Linked DNA regions of Mus musculus: region 2 is linked to region 1. A link is a contact called in public Hi-C data. All regions are on one chromosome and are shown on one strand. The core of a region is the stretch at or near the end of the contact, and the rest is flanking DNA. Distances in the headings are between cores, read along the strand shown. Region 1 holds the start of Mark4 (MAP/microtubule affinity regulating kinase 4). Region 2 holds the start of Eml2 (echinoderm microtubule associated protein like 2).

What was found. A called contact is a pair of places that touch in the nucleus more often than the background predicts.
Region 2: a Hi-C map of embryonic stem cells shows a contact between it and region 1, with 2.7 times the contacts expected there. The contact joins the promoter of Eml2 here to the promoter of Mark4 in region 1. A contact is called at or near these places in 2 of 484 Hi-C or Micro-C datasets (cerebral cortex and embryonic stem cells), 2 of 115 datasets of contacts at active chromatin or transcription factors (embryonic stem cells and microglia) and 2 of 9 other capture datasets (liver and pancreatic islet).

What each region holds. Positions count from the first base shown.
Region 1 is chr7:19,456,720-19,460,645 of GRCm38.p6, reverse strand. Mark4 (MAP/microtubule affinity regulating kinase 4) reads left to right here and starts at 1,803. Exons shown (of 17, transcript NM_172279.2): 1 at 1,803-2,202. The coding sequence starts at 2,152.
Region 2 is chr7:19,175,029-19,178,934 of GRCm38.p6, reverse strand. Eml2 (echinoderm microtubule associated protein like 2) reads right to left here and starts at 2,514. Exons shown (of 22, transcript NM_001347582.1): 1 at 2,174-2,514. The coding sequence starts at 2,321.

The DNA of each region.
Region 1 (3,926 bases), core at 554-3,053:
ACCAGTCTCAAATCAATTAATGCATAGGGTTGGCTGCGGAGGTGGGGTGAAGGCTCTTGCCTTTGAGGCTGGTGACCCAAGTTTGATCCTGGGGACCCACAGAGAGAGGAGACAGTTGACTTCCAAAACCTGTTCCCTCACCATCACACACATGCCCTGCTCCCCAAAATTAATAAATTGTTCAAGTATAATAAATAATCTGAGCTCTGCCACACTTACTCTCACTTTGGGCCTTTTCTTTACTTTTATAGCTTTTATGTTTACTTATGTTTTTGGGTGTTCTGCCTCGTGTGTGTGTGTGTGTGTGTGTGTGTGTGTGTGTGTGTGTACATGCACATAGTCACTGGGGAAGCCAGAAGAGGGTGTCAGGTCCCATAGACCTGCAGTTACAGATGGTTGTGAGCCACCATGTATGTGTGTGTGGGGGGTGGGGAGGGCTGGGAACTGAACCCAGGTCCTCTGGAAGAGTAGCCAGTGTTCCTAACTGCTGAGCCATTTCTCCAGCACCCACCCCCTCCCCCTGCCAATTTTTAATACAATTTGCTTAATTACATGTTTGCATAATTTAACTTTTAAAAATGTTCGTGCTTAATAGCTAGTCCTATGATCAGCTTGCTTGAGCTAGCTAGCACATGTCTGTTAACCTCTGTCTCTTTTGGCTTTCATTCTGTCTGGCAGGGTCTCATGTAGACCAGGCTAGTCTTGGACTCACTATGTACTTAAGGATGATCTAGAACTTCAGTCCTTCCAGGACCACTATGCCTGCAACGTCTAATTTTCACAAAGGGAAACTGAGGCTCAGGGAGAATTTCTAAGACAGCAAGACAATGGGCTCTGGACCAGGGTGATGCACTCCCTACACACACACACACACACAAGGCACTGTGTGTTCTCAGCACAGCCCTCTCCCCTCCCCCTCCAGTCTGTTTGCCCCTGCAAGTCAACACCTGTCTGGGCTTCCAGCTAGCCAGAGAGGCAACTGAGGCTCTCTCTCCTTCATTGTACAGACTGAGAAAGTGAGACCAGCCGGGGCTGCGGGTTATCTACCCTTACCCCACCAGGGGCTGAAGTTCAGGATGTCCTTGAACCCAGGGACTGGCTTCAATTTTGGCTTTTGTTTTCTGAGACAGGGTCTTGTTGTGTATGGTCTTGAACTCACAGCAATCCATTATCTCAACCTCCTGAGGGTCCGAATGACAGGTACACAGTTCTCTCTCTCTGTCTCTCTCTGTCTCTCTCTCTCTCTCTCTCTCTCTCTCTCTCTCTCTCTCTCTCTCTCTCTCTCTCTCTCTCTCTCTCTCTCTCTCTCCTTTCTTGCTGCTTCTCCTTTATTCCTGTCCTCGGCAGTCTTCCAGTCCTGGAGTTTCTCTTTGTCTCTTTCGTTCCCTCCCTCCGCCTTGGCATATGATTCTCTCTCCTCTCTCCTCTCTGTCTTTGTATCTGTGTCTCTGTCTCTCAGTCTCTGTGTGTCTGAGTGCCTCTGTGTCTCCCTGTCTCTGTCCCCTTTCTGTCCGTCCCTTTGTCTCTGTCCTTGGCTTCTCTGTCCCTCTTTGTGACTCTGCTTCTTCCTACCTCGTGTCTGTGTGTCCCCTTTCCCATCTCTCAACATCTCCCTCTGCTCTCTCCTCAGCAACTCTCTGCCCGTGACTCCGAGTCTCCTGTGAGAACTTGCTGGAGACCCGCACGCCCAGACCTGCCTCCGCCTCCAGAACCCCGGAGCCAGCCCAGGCCTGTACCTTTAAGGGCCGGCGGCAGGGGGCGGAGTTTAAACGGACCCCGCCCCTCCCGCCCCTCCCCCTGACGTCCCTTCCTCCCCGGCCCCTTGGTCGCCTCCCTCCGCCGCCGCCCCGGGCCGGCTCCGCGCCCCCTCCCCGGCCCCCGCCCGTGCACCCTCCCGCCTGCCCGCCGCCCAGATGGCGCCCCGGGTTCCCCTTGCACGGGGCCACTAGGACCCTCGGTGTCTTCTCCCCTCCCCCGTCCTGCCCTCTCTTGCTCTCGCTCTGCGAGGACTCGGGCGTCCACGGCGCCCAGCTTTTGAGCTCGCGTCCCCAGGTCGGCTGGGGGGGGGGAGGGGAAGAGAGGGGACCCCGGGATCCCCACCCCCCCCGCCCGGCCGCCCCTGTCCCTTTCCCTTCTGGGACCCCAGAGAAGATGTCTTCGAGGACGGCGCTGGCCCCGGGCAACGATCGAAACTCGGACACGGTGAGTGGGGCCCAGCCCCTTGGGGAGCCCTGCCTGAGTCCAGCCATAGAACCCCTCGCCCTCCCGGACCACTGACCCCGCCAGTCTCGACTCCTTTCCGGGCTCCACAGCCCAGACCAACGCTTCCCATGACTTTGAGGCCTCTCTGCTCCCTCCTCCCCACAGCCCCAGCCCAGCCCGACCCCTAGGGGCGCCCCTGTCTTTGGACTCTTCTCCGGTCCCTCTGCAGAACGCTTCCGCCCGGTCTCTTCCCTCCAGGAAGCCCCCTCCCCTGCCCGCCGGCAGCCCCTCCCTTCCTCGGCTGCCCCGGCTGTCCCCCGCTCGCCCGCTCGCCCGCAGCTTGGCCTCGACTCTTCCCGGATGGCACGGGCCCCTGTTCCCCGAAGCGCAGCCCTGTCTCCCCCCTCCCCCCTCAAGGCTCGACCCAGTCTGGCCCTGTTGTCCTCCCTGCTTCTTGCCGAGTTGGGGTGCTGGTTTCCCCTGCTACCCCTGGCCAGTCCCCAGCTCCGCCTGGGCTCCTGCTAGCTGCCTCCCCCAGGAAGCCAAACGGCACCTGGGCGCAGGGCCCTGCCCGCTTCCTTCAAGGTGTCTCCACTCCCTGGCCTGACCCTGCTGTGCCAGGTTGCCCTGTCCTTGGATCCTAGTCGCCTCTGGGGTCCCCTTGGTGGGACCCGTCCAGTCTTTCTAAGGGAAGCCTTGGCTTCCAACCCTGCGGGCTTCCTCCCATCCAAGACTAGGGTTCCAGGCCCCAGACTAGGCTGACTCTGGTCGCCTCCTGAGGCTCTCCCCAGTCTCACCTCCTCACCCCCTCCTCACACCCCCTGCTAACTCGAGCCCCCTTTCCTTGCTGGATGTTGGGCTTTCTGGAAGAAACCCCCCCTCCTCAGCTTTCTGCCCTCCACAGGCCCTAAGCCTTCCCCTCTCCCTTTACTCTGCCCTGCCTGGGCCTTTAGCCCTGACATCTGGGAGTTTACTGAGCCCAGATCCTCTGGTTCCCATGCCAGGGTCTTCCTCCCCTCACAGCCGAAGGACCCTGCTCCCCTCCCCTGCATTTCCTGTAATTCTGACAGCTTTCCAGGTGTCTAAAAGTCAGCTTACCGATTCCTTTTCCCTTATGCCGGCTCCTCCACCCGCCACCCTCTCACCACCTTCAGCGCAGAGCCCGGCCACACACTTTCTGTTTTTGGACAAGAGTTCCTCTAGGTAGACCAGGCTAGCCTTGAACTCATCAAGATCCACCTACCTCTGTCTCTCGAGTACAGCCTTAGGCCTTTATCTGTGTTTCTAATGCATATGGTAGATATCAGATAACGCCCCCTCTGCCCCTCTCCCCTGTTGGCTTAGGTTTCAAGTTGGAGGTTTCAACCAGGCCAGAGAGGTACATGGTTCCAGAGTCTTGGGTTCGAATGCTGCCTCCATGTGCCAGATTGCATTGTGTCTTCAGGCTATTGGCTCCCCTTCTCTGAGCCTGATTCCGGCCTTGGAAAGTATGTGTGTGTTGGAGGGGTGGGGGGTAACAACTTGAGTCCCGCAAAGAATTACCGGAGACATGTGGGTGAAGGATGGATGGTACATAGGCGGCGCTCATGGCTTTCGGTTGCTGGCATGACTGTGGGTCTGAGTCAGAAGGCGGTGTGTTCCCAACTACAGCTGTCATTAGTTGTCAGGCAAGCTCCCAGAGTCTGCTCCAGCCTCAGTTTCCTTGTAAGTGGGTTGATGGGGAC
Region 2 (3,906 bases), core at 1,265-3,764, 280 kb after region 1:
TGGGGGAAGTCCCTCTTTTTCATACAGATTCCACCAATTCCGGGGCCTCGCTTTGGTTTTAAGATTCTGTGACTAAGATGTGAAATATCCTTTAAGTCGTATCAGCATTTTAAAGATGACATCAAGCTATTCCCAGTGACAACGTTCTAGAACGCTCTCCCAACGTCCTCTGATGAACGACAATATTCTGTCACGGGTACCAACATTCGCTCGCTGTATCCAAGACTTTTCAAGCTCAAAAGGTCCAGTCCTGTTCATCCCTTCCCCTCGTTCTCCTCTCCAACGGGTTCGCCCCGCCAAGAAGCCCTAAGGACAGAGCTTCTATGACCCCTGGCGGCCGACATGGGGATTACAGGACAGAGATGACACCCGATCGCTTTCCCCACAGGGAGTTTCTGTCCTCTGGTCCCACTTTATGTTGCCTCTATAGCCCCACCTCAGATTTAGCTCTTTTCCTTCTCTTCCGTCTATTGATTCAGTTTTAAATGACTCCCTCATCATTTTCCTTTCCCGTCCTTCCTCCCACGGGGGTGGGGGATTCTAAGTGGCCCTCCTCCACCTCCCTTCCAGACCACTCCTACCCAGACTCATTGCTGAGACAATCTAGGAGACCCTGGCTTCCAGCCCGTGTCAAGTAAAGATGGTAGCAGGAACAGCTAGCGGGCTCGGAGGTCTCACTTGCCATCCCGAGTCCTGTGTCCGTCACTAAGCCAGCCGCGCCTGCCCGCTGGACTCACGCACTGCAGCCTCCTGTTCCACCCCCTCCCTCTCCCTCCGTGATCCAATCGCCTGCCTTGTCCTGCCACCCCGTCCTCTACCCCCACCCACCCAGTGCTCCGCAGGTTCGGTGTCTGGACCTGCAGAAGGAGGGGGGAGGGGGGCTCTCGAGGTCGGAGGGAGAAGATTGCAGAGACTTGAGACCTCTATCGGGAAGTCCCAGGGTCCTGTGAAGAAGACGGTGTCAGGGAGTTTAGAGATAAGCCAAGGACTGCACAGCCAGTAGGGGGTAGGGGAGCCAGCAACCCACCTTATTTTGAGCCCTTTTCTACCTCCGGTAAATAATGTTACCGTTGGAAATACAAGAGCTAGGCCCCACACTTAACATGTTTCCCACATCATGATATGAGCTTAATAAATCCAAAATAAGATGAACCAATAAATATGGCAGCTATCCCACCCCCACCCTCTACTCTGATGGCTGTAGAGGCCTCATCAAGGACTGTCATCCAGAAGATCCCAGCCACTTGATTCGGACACAGCTTTTCTTTCAGGACCAGAACCCATACTTGGCCTAGCCTGAGACACCCTGTGGTCCTTAACCTTTAGAAGGTAGATGGGGGATTAAATAACATTCTAGTTCCTTTGCCAACTCTAGGGGTCCCTAGCAAAGTGTTTGTGTGCCCAAGGGAGTGACCTCCAAACTCTGAGATGATCCTTTGGCAAGGCCCCCTGATTGACATGGGGGCACATTGACCCTGAACGGTCGTCAGCTTTCATCTGAGGCCTTGCTTGGCCTGATGGTCCCACCCCATGACTCAAGCTCTTGGCTTCCTCCTGGACGTTTTCCTGGCCTAGAGACCAGTGTCCACTCTCCGCGTCTCTTTACCTCTCCACTCCTCCAGCCCAGCTCCCCTCGTACTAAAATGGCCCTACTGGCGCCATACACATTTGTCTAGGGGAGAAGAGGATTCTACCTGGGGTGGGGAGAGGGGGCAGAGGCAAAGCTGAAGACAGTGCAGTGTACAGAAAGTCTTCTGCTGTTTTACTATTCCCAAGCCCAGCCCTCAATTCAGCATTTCCCCCTGCTATGCCCAAAGACAGGGAAGGGTCCCGGGGAAGGGGCTGAGGAGGTAGGGGGCAGAAAGAGTTCCACATCGAGCTGACTCCCTACCCCAACCCCAGGTCTGCCCTCTCCCTCACAGGCTCCTCTACGATCTTTACCCTTCCCTCTGTCTGGACACCTTCGGAGCAGGTGTTTGTTGGGATAGGGGGAGCAGGATCGTGACTTTGGGGATAAAGGACCTTGTTTTGGGGTCAGAATCCTGTTGATGAGGAGAAAGGGAGAATCTCTCACAAGGGAGGAGATAAGGACTTGGAAGAAAAGGGTTGGGGCAGGAGGAGGTAGGTCCACCCTGGGCGGGGCCAGGGTCTGAACTAGGAAGGGGGCTCTCACCGTTGCAGTATTGCAGCAGAGAGGACGTGTCGTAGAGGCCGCAGAAGGCCGGGCCGCGCTCCGCCATTGCCCCACCACAGCCACCGCCGGCCCCCGCAGCCCCAGCTCGGGCCCGGTCCCCCCCCCAGGCCCTGCCTCCCGTTGCCATAGCAACGCCCTTCGTTCCAGCATCCCCAGCACGGCCCACCCAGCATCAGGCGGCCGGCTCTGAGCCTGGCACAGGGGTCATCCCCTAGGATGCCCTGTAAGGGTGTCGAGAGACTGCTCTGTCCGTTCCCCCAACCCCCGCAACAGTCTTCAGGTCAGGATTGGCTGCGTCGGGGTCCCCCTAGGTACTGTCTGGTCCCTCCCACAAACCTGAGTGTATTCTCTCTACACCCTCCTCTCCCGTTAGGAACCAATGAGAGTCTGTCGCGCAGGCTCCTCCGCCAATAAGGATGCGGACGGGTTTGAAGGGGCAGGGTCCTTCCTGCTTTTCATCCTGAAGCGTCGCCCCTCAGCTCTGGAAGGAGGATGGGGTGAAAGAAGACACTCCTATTCCCGAAAGCCTCCTCTAAATCTTTTATCTGATTTCCCATAAGTCCCCTCGCACGACCAGAACTTGACATTGAAACCTTAAATATGACAGGTTATTCTATAACCTGCGCCTGTATCCTAGCCGGATCCCCGCTCCTTGTTTATTAGAGCTAGACACGCCCCCAGGGCTCTTAGCTCCACCCCCTAAATCTAGAAACAACAAAAGTTCTAATCCCGCCCCTAGAGCAAATAGCCACACCCCCTTGAACATCTCAGGACTGGAACCTTGGACCAGACGCTCTAGTAGAGTTAGCCCCGCCCTCAGAATTTAGAGCCCGCCCTCAAGTCATTAGCCCCGCCCTAACCTTCCAATCCACTTCATCCACAGAAGCTATTAGCTCCTACAATCCTCCTCTCTCAGGAAGGCGTTATCCAGTCCGTATTTTGACAGAGACCCAGTTGTGAAACCCGGGACCAGCTGGCGGTGTCAGTCAGAGCAGGCTCGGAAACTGGGGAACTAGGAGGGAAGGAGGGGGTACAGAAACTGACAATGGATTTAAAGATGGGGCCGCCTTTCCCAAGTCATGACCCAGACCACGGGGTTCATTTTGCTTTGTTTTGTTGTCTTGTATTTTTGAGTGAAGACATTACTCTATAGTCCAGCCCAGCCCACACCCTACCCTGCGCCCGCTCTGCCATACCTGGGTTTTTTGTTGTTGTTTGAATCAGGGTCTTATATAGCCTAGGCCAGTTTTGAACTCCTTACCTTCATGCTCTGTCTCCATTTCCCAAAATCTGGAGTTACAGGCCAGTGACTCCATCCCTACCTATGTTAGTTTTTTTTTCTTCTTCTTCTTCTTCTTCTTCTTCTTCTTCTTCTTCTTCTTCTTCTTCTTCTTCTTCTTCTTCTTCTTCTTCTTCTTCTTCTTCTTCTTCTTCTCTTTTTCTCTTCTCTTCTCTTCTCTTCTCTTCTCTTCTCTTCTCTCTTTCTCTCTTCTTTTCTTTCTTCCTTCCTTTCTTTCTTTTTAAAGATTGGGTCTCACTATGTAACCTTGGCTGTCCTGGAACTTGATATATAGTCCAGACTAGTCTCCAACTCAGTAGAGCCTCCTGCCTCTGCCTCAGGACTGCTGGAGTTAAGTGTCACCACAGCCAGACCTCTGGCTCTGGGTTTTTGTTTGTTTGTTTTGTTTTGTTTTTTGATGTATTCCTCTCTG